2 separate regions of the Gossypium hirsutum genome follow, and region 2 is linked to region 1. The links are chromatin contacts, called in public Hi-C maps. All regions are on one chromosome and are shown on one strand. The core of a region is the stretch at or near the end of the contact, and the rest is flanking DNA. Distances in the headings are between cores, read along the strand shown.

What was found. A called contact is a pair of places that touch in the nucleus more often than the background predicts.
Region 2: a contact with region 1 is called in a Hi-C map of hypocotyl, with 2.9 times the contacts expected there. The contact joins the promoter of LOC107886788 here to the enhancer-like site in region 1. A contact is called at or near these places in 8 of 34 Hi-C or Micro-C datasets (callus, hypocotyl, leaf and 1 more).

What each region holds. Positions count from the first base shown.
Region 1 is chrA03:105,404,603-105,408,788 of Gossypium_hirsutum_v2.1, forward strand. No RefSeq gene overlaps it. Among protein-coding and RNA genes, the nearest start is that of LOC107886790, 17 kb to the right of the region's middle. Within about 2 kb of position 2,234, at least 9 of the 9 cell types and tissues checked have an H3K27ac peak or open chromatin away from gene starts, as enhancers often do. A contact at or near this core is called in hypocotyl and leaf, where this site is marked.
Region 2 is chrA03:105,441,157-105,445,612 of Gossypium_hirsutum_v2.1, forward strand. It overlaps LOC107886788 (protein TPX2), which reads left to right and starts at 1,635. Exons shown (of 20, transcript XM_016810851.2): 1 at 1,635-2,002; 2 at 2,444-2,529; 3 at 2,609-2,812; 4 at 2,893-2,951; 5 at 3,058-3,340; 6 at 3,443-3,556; 7 at 3,644-3,751; 8 at 3,841-3,993; 9 at 4,153-4,215; 10 at 4,300-4,380. The coding sequence starts at 1,849.

The DNA of each region.
Region 1 (4,186 bases), core at 984-3,483:
CATTCACAACAACACATAACATATTACCAACCATGCATGGTAAACAAGCATATGTACATCATCAATATCAAACATAACATAAATAGCTAGATTTATAAGTCAGAATCATTAGCTCACTAAAGACCAATATATTTGGCCAAATTATAATAACACATGTTATAAAACTAGGTCCCTATACATGCCACTCACTTGATAATTCTAGCATATGTGTTTATACTATCAAGGTGTTGGCTTGATAGTGTGATGCTGCCTCCGACGATCTCCAACCCTGAGCTAACCTGACAACACTAAAAGAAATGGAAAGGAGGGGGTAAGCTTTACGCTTAGTAAGCTCACATGAAATAATAATAAGCAATTTACTAATATGCTTTCCATAGTAAAACTAACACAATTGTACATTTACACATGTTCTGGTTAAGCTGCTTTCTTGAGTCACAGTCACTAAATCATTTATATCTGGAGTTACAGAACTCCAAATTAAGATCCGTAAATTTTCTCAGAAACTAGACTCATATATTTCCACCATAAAATTTTCAGAATTTTTTGTCCATCCAATAAATACAGTTTATTATTCAAATTCTCCCCTGTTTTGCTATTTGTCAGCTTCGACCTTTCTTCACTAAAATTTATTTATCTCATAGTACGAGACTCGGATAATGTTAACGTTTGTTTCTATTAAAATTAGACTCATCAAAGATTCTAAGCATATAAATTATAACCCATAATTATTTTTCTACAATTTTTAACAATTTTTCCAAGTCAGAACAGGGGATCTCGAATTCATTCTAACACTGTCTCACAAAAATTAGAATATCACATAATATACAACTCTTTTGCTCCCCTTATTTCTTTTATATGAAAATAGACTCATTAAGTTTTAATTTCATAATTTATTTGAGATTATTCAACTTACACAGTTTTTGGTGAATTTTCAAAGTCACACAACTGCTGTTGTCCAACATTATTTTACTACTAAAATTCACTTACATAATTTCACTTAATCCATTTTGTCTTATCGAAGTTCACTCAAATATCGAGCATATTGCTTAAAATTTTCTTAAACATATACCTGCACTTATTCATCATATAATCATGTTCACATGTATTTTTACTTAATGGATTTTCTTGTTGAACTCTTCGGAATAATAACTGATACTCAGTTGCCTACACATATTTTCACACTTGTAGAAGAAATCTAAGATGAGAGGAAGAAAAAAGAAAAAAGAAAAAAGTTATAAAATAAAAAAGAGGATATATAAAGAGAAAATAAGATTTTTTTTTTGTCTTTTTGTAATATGGTAATTTTTAATTGTGTATTTTTTATAAATAAACTTAACGGATTGATTAATGGTTGAACTACCAAATGTATTAATTTAGAGAAAAAATAGTTTAGAAACCTTTTGTAACAAAAAAATAGTTTTAAAACAACTTGTGAGGTACTAAAAAAAACTAATTTAGATACCAATTTATAAATTAAGTTTTTTAATATATATTCAACGATTTAACTAATTTCAAAATAAATTAAATATCACGTGTAACTAAAAAGAATTAAATATTAAGATAGTAAAAATAATACTATGTAAGCACCAATTTATGGGTTAAGCAATTATTTAGGCTTAACCATTCTATTTGGGCTTGTAGTGTGCTTCTTTGAGCTTGGATTATCTTAGGAGGCCATGTATAACATCGAGTAAATCAAATTGGTTAAACAAAATTAATATAATGATCCAATATAATCGAAATGCATCCATCTTTTAGGTTCCTTCTCCACCTGCGTTTTCCCATCATTCCTTCATTTTCGGTTGGCAAACATTTCATTCCATAAAGGATAAGCTGAAAAAAGATTTAGAACCCCCCCAAGAAAAACAAAAAATGAGGAATGGAGGAGAAGAGTGAAAGGGCGGCCAAGATGATTATGCCCAAAATCTACCATCACCTCCATGCATGCTCCTACCAAGAGACTATGACCATTCCTCATTGAAGGGCAAGGAGCCATGACCATCAAAAGCGACTAAGGCCTCAACTACCAAACAAAGCAGAGCTGGTGTGGTGGGTCCAAAGCCTAGCGCGATTCAACGGGTAGGAAACCAAGCAACGAAAGCGTCTGACAGTGCGCATGAAGCTAAGCCTGAGAGAGAACCAAAAAAAAAAAAACAAGTAGCAAGCTAGATAGAGGAGCCACTCTAGAAGCAAAACTGTGAAGAAACCCATTTGGTGGAAGGGGATCTACCTGCCCAAAACACGACGGCTGGAGGCCAAAGAAAAAGATAGGAGCGGTGTTATTGTGCTAGGACGTGAGAGAAAAAGCCCAACTGCAGTAGTCGACACAAAGGCCAGCTGCACTAGCAGTGAAAAAAATGTTCTCTTGTACAAAGGATTAAGGCCTAATTTTTTCCGTTACTTGGGCATAAGGATCCAAGTAAATGCATATACTACAATACAACCATGTGGTGTTGCAAACGAGTATTATAATCAAGACCGCAAAACAATTTTAAAATCCATAAACAAGGAAAATAATTCCATTCTGCTATAGTCTCAGAGAGGATTCTACAATTGTCGCTTAGTGTTGCCTTAACTAGTCTAGAATTAGCATTTATATACAAGTTTTATAATTCCTGCATTGTTATATTTTCAGAATTTTAATATTATTTTATATTAATTTATGATTTATTATATACACAAACAAATTAAGGATAGGCAATGGCCTGTTTGGTTCCCTATACTAGAAAAAAGCAGGGATTGGATAGTTACTAAGTGAGAATGGAATAACTAGATAATATATTTTATATAATTCGATTGGTTGAATGGAATAAACATGTTACAATATTACATTGTTTGGTTGACATGAATAACATTTTGGAATAGATGAGGAATATATTAAAATGACAAAATGTGTAATAGAATTCAAGTTCAAGTGCTAATCTAGATAAAAAAAATCAACTACTAACTTAAGAAAAGTTGTCAAGTTTAGGGGGACAAATATTGCTTTATCTCTAGACACTTTTAATTTACTCAAAACTTGACATGTATGGTCTACATGAATGGAGCATAAAATATGATAGTGTAATTGTTAAAATATTAATCATAATTTTTTTTAAATGTCTAAATCTTCTTCTTTTTTTCAATTTACACTAGCATAAGTACATCATTCATATATTTCATGATTTATTAAATGCAAACAACAGTGTCAATCAGTGTATCAAATTCTGTCAATGAGAGTATATAATTCTATGCATGATCAATGAACCAGATGATGTCATATCATTAAAAATAAAGTTTAATAGTCACAAGATGTGGAATGGTATTAGTTCACCTCGTCCCTTAAACATGTTGCCAGAGGTTCAATTCCCGCTCATACAGTGGCGAAGCCTAAAATTTGTTTTGGGACAGAATTAAATTGTATATTTTTACAATAGTAAAAATGTAATTTCATCATTTTAATAGTTTATATCTTTATAATTTTAAAAGAGTTAAATCAAATTTTTATTATTTTTGGAAGGCTAAAGTGTAATTTTGTCATTACTAATTTAAAATTTTATAAATTATAAAGAGCTTAAATTGAAATTTTATTATTTTAGGGGGCCATGGCCTCCTAGCTCTCCACTATGCTCCGCCACTGCGTTCATATGAATGGAACATATTTCACAATCAATCGTTTATCTCTTTGGAGAGCTTCAATGTCAAGAGGATTAACCACTATTGCTAAGAATTGATATCTTAATTTCAATTAGAAAAATAAAGTCTAATGATTAACAAATATTAGATATAATGATAAGGTACATTACATCATTTACTCTTTTTTTTATGACTCGTTGAAAGGTTTGGTATGTTAGAAATCAAGTTCTACTATGCTAATTTGCAGCCTTCTTTTCCATGTTCCAATTTGGACTTCGATACTATGCACTGCTGCCTGGAGGGTGTACTGGGAGTGAGGATGTTGCAATTCTTGAGGCCAAGGCAGGATTGATGGGGTTGCAATGGCTTTATGACCTAAATTTTAGAAGAGCGGAGGTGGAAAGTGATTTGTCTTCTAGTGACTAGGTAGTATTGAGATTAGGGAACTTGATTACTGATGTTCGGTCTCTCTTTTTCTTTTCTGGAATTTTATGTCATTTGTTTTAGACATTTATTGCAAGCCGGTAGTAACCCAACGCATTATTTACCATAGCCAGCTTTGTTAGATGTA
Region 2 (4,456 bases), core at 385-2,884, 36 kb after region 1:
TTTAAACTAATGCCACCTTCGTGAGTAAGGTAAAAAAATCAAGTTGGCTTAAATCCAACTAAGTGCCATATTTTAAATTAATAACATATTATTTAATTAAATTCCTCTAAAAAAATAACAATTTTTTGAACTATTAAAAAATTGTTTTGAATTTTTTCTTATCTTAAAAATATATAAAGAGTTAATTTTCGAGTAGAGAAAACTATGCAATGTGAAATCTTTCATGAAATAAAAACCTTAAAAAGCTTTTCTTCACCTTATTTCTTTCCGACTTGGACATGTTATCAATAACTTCCAAACGTAGGTAGTCTAACGACCAAAGTCCTAGAAAATCTAGTTCAAAAATTGATAATATAAGCTAAACTGAATCAAGGGACATACCTTTGTCAGTTCTATGTCCCATGGAGATGTAAAACTTCATCTCTCTAATCAATCTATTCCATGCTCATTTCTTTTTGAATCATTTGACATATATATATATATTTATATTTTTTATTTATAATACGACCAAATTTGAAGAATATGTTAATTTTTATAATTAGGCCAAAACGTCCTAAAGGCCTAATTAAAAAAATAGTATATTCATCAAATTTAGCCTTATAATACATATATTTTGGTTTTTTATTTATAATTTCTTTATGATTTTTAGATTTTTAAATTATTTTTATAAATTTCATCAAAAAATAATTTTAAAATATTTTTCCTTTTTAAACTTTTAGAATTAGAACTAAAATGACAAATTATTCTAAATGTTAAGGACTAAATTTATAGAATTTTTTCAAATTAGAATTAAAATGACTAATTTTATAAATATGCAGAGCTAAATTTGTTTTAAAAGTTGGATAATTTGGTAATTTTTCAATAGAGTTATTAGTGATATCAATTCAATTAAAAAAGTTAAATAATAGAACCCTATTTTATGACCTAATGGTCAAGGATATTCATCGTCCCAGGTGTGATCTGAGTTCGAATCACGTTAGTTGCATTAGTTGTTCTGGTTTTACTCTATTATTGTAATTCAAAAAAAAAGTTAAATAATAATATAAATATATTAAAAAATATATGTATAATAGAAAATCCATTGCAAGGCTTAAAACACTAGTTAATTAAACAAAAGAAAATCTTTCCTCCACTAAATTAATTAAGACTTATTTTTGGGAAGGTTTAATGGACTTGGACAAACACTAACCTTTTAACTTTTAAACCCCAAATTTAACTTAACTTGACCCATTTTGATTTTTTTTCCCAATGGAAACTCATTTTTAAACTTTATAATTTATTATTTTTTCAAAATATATATTATATTTTTAATAATATAATAAGTAAATATATAACGCTATAATATAAATATTAAATATATATTTAAAATTTTTAATAAAAGTATATATAATTATTAAATATAAAATACTAAATGGATTTAGATTAAGTATTTATAAATTTTGATTGAAGGAGTCAATGTACTTTAACTGACCCTCGTACAAGTGTAGGGACAAAATGAAGTAAATTTTGTTACGGAACCAAAACGGCACACTTTATACAGGTCAGGACTCAGGAGAGCGTGGGAAATAGCCGTTAGAAAGGCACCTCATCTCTTACTCACCAAATTGACACAAATTTGACCGTTACAACACCTTCCCCAAATTAAAAAAAAAAAAAACAAAAAACAAAAAATCGACCGTTGCAGTTCCTCATGTTTAACTCCAATCTGCAATCATCCGCACTTATTGCCAGTAATGCGGATCTTCTAAGAATCTAAGAAGGAAGCGAAATATCTAGAGACTTTCCGATAATAACTCGCTCCCGACCCCCTTAAACCCTGGAAGATTGAATCTCTCTGTTTTGCATCTGATGGATGACTCGAGTGAGGCAACGGCAAGGATGATCGACGAGATATACGAGTTCTCAGCGCCGCGTTTCTTTGATTTCATCAAAGGAGAGTCGGAAGAAGAAACGCGTGAAGCCGAGCTCTGGTTTGAAACCGCCTTAAGCTACGCCCCTTCTCGTATGTTCTTTCTCTTTCTCCTTCCTGTTTCTTTCTTATTTTGTGAATCAACTGATCCTCACTCTTTAAAGATTGTATTCTTTGAATCATTATTTTCTCTGTAACTGATTCATTTTGGTAGATGGCTCTTAATTTTCTTGGAGTTTTGTCTAGATAGATTTTAATTGTTAATAGACTCCTAGGTTTGATCCACTAATCCTTTGTGTCTCTGTTTACTTAGATTTGATAGGAAAAGGAATATACATTAATTATCCTTAAAACTGCCTTTGTTCTACTCAAAATTATTGGAATGAATTTAGGATAATGGAATTGGTTAATTCTCATTTGAACTGTAAATCAAATCAAGTTACATTTTGGTCCCATATTTTCCGTAATCAAGCCAACCTTTTGCTTTTATCTTATGGAGATTTCATTTCTTTTTGGTTTTTCCCCATAATGCAGCTTGTATGGTTAAAATTAAGGCCCATAATCGATCCGTTCATGTTGAGAGTCTCTGCAATTTCAGTGAAGAAGATCAAATTCAAAAGGTGGGAATTTCTTTAAATATCTTCTAAAGCAATTTCTCTCATTTTGAATTTGGTCATTATGAATATAATTTTGCTGCAGGCCTCGGAAGCTTCAGATGAAGCAGTTCCTAATCCCAATGGCGCAGAAGACAAGCCTCAAACCGAGCCTGATAAAGTAAAGGAAGCAGCTCCTAATCCTAATGGCTTAGAGGACAAGCCTCAAACTGTGCTTGTACCGGATAAAGTAAAAGAAGAAGTCAAACCCTCTGAGGCAAATGTTGAAAACAATCAAATTGTCAATGAGGTGATTAGTGGACTTATTTTCATCCGTTCTTGTTATTGATTAATTCTTCTGTTTTCTCATGATTTTAAACTGTATTTCAGAGTCCTAATCATAAAGGTAAGGAGCAAGTAGAGATTCTATGTGCTCAAGAGAAAGAAAGGTTTGTTCTTTGGGTTTTGAAAATTTTGTAAATAGTATCTGAGTTCTATTATGAATACTTTGGTTCTTATCCTTGTATATTTGCTTCCTTTCTGTTAAATATTCAGTGTCCTGACTGAAAAAGGACGTTCAAATGTAACTGGTGACAAGGAGAAAGCCGAATCTTCTGTGCAAGTAGAAACCGAAGCTTGCACTCCTAAACCATTGATGAATTCTCAGAAAAAACTGGTGAGTGACAAGAAGCACCAGACAGCTAAAAAGATAGCTAGTATGATAAGGAATCCATCATCAGTGTTGAAGCCGAAAAAAGGCAGTGCTGGAACTCCTAATTTGGCTCTAGAGAACCAAGCCATTAAACGTCAGAAACTAGATGGAGGGAGGTCTAGACAGGTGCTTATGTTCTCTTGCTTTTGGCATGTTAAGTTTTTAGCTACTGTTCTTTTGTAACTTATATCTGACGTTGTCTCTTCGTTGCTTCCCTCTATACTCTAGATCCTAAACGTAAAATCCCACCACTTGCCCCACAAGTCGAAACTCGGTCTTATCAGTGGTAGTTCCAACTTGTGCTCTTCTACGGATAAAACTTCTAACAAATTGGAAAGAAAGGTTTGATTGATGTTAATCTGCGCATCCTTCCTTGCATATTTTCACTAAGAACTGTGAACCAATATTAAAAGTTTGTTTCCCTTGAAGGTTTATGTTCGAGAACCAGCAGCACCATTCGTCTCAATGGCCGAAATGATGAAGAAATTCCAATCGAGTACCAGAGATTTATCACTTCCTAACAGTTTTCCTTCAAATGTAAATAATTGAATCACATAACTTCTTGTGTTCTTTGTTCTTTCACAAAATTGCTTCCAATTCATCAAGATCATGCTACTCCTGTGCAGATTAAGCCTACGCTCAAATTGACAAGGCCAAAAGAACCTGCATTTGAAACAGCTCAGAGAGTGCGCTCTGTTAAAGTAAAGAGCACCGCGGAGCTTGAGGAAGAAATGATGGCTAAAATTCCAAAATTCAAAGCTAGACCACTAAATAAGAAGGTGTCTTACTAATGCTTATAAGTTATACCATCTATGAATCCCAGCTTTTATCTGGTTTTTTGCACCAAACTGATCTTCCATTGTTCTTACTGTTTAAGATTATTTCGCCCCAGTAAGTTTCTAATTGAATTTGTATCCCGTTTTCTTTCACTGGAGCAGATTTTTGAAGCTCAAACGATACCTGTATTACCAAGAAGTGCTCCAAAGCCTCCAGAATTTCAGGTAAATTATCCTTGGGATACCGGTGGGAGATGAAAAGGAAGATATTCCTTGCAATCAGACTAAAAATTTTTCCTCGATTTTCAGGAATTTCATTTAGAGACAATGACTAGAGCCAATAAGAACGCAGAGACATCTTCAATAGCTTCAACAGAAGTTTCTCGTCAGGTTGGAGAACCGAATCCTATTTTTGATTCATAGGATATACTTTTGGAACCTTGAACAGCTTGCTCATCGTCTCTCT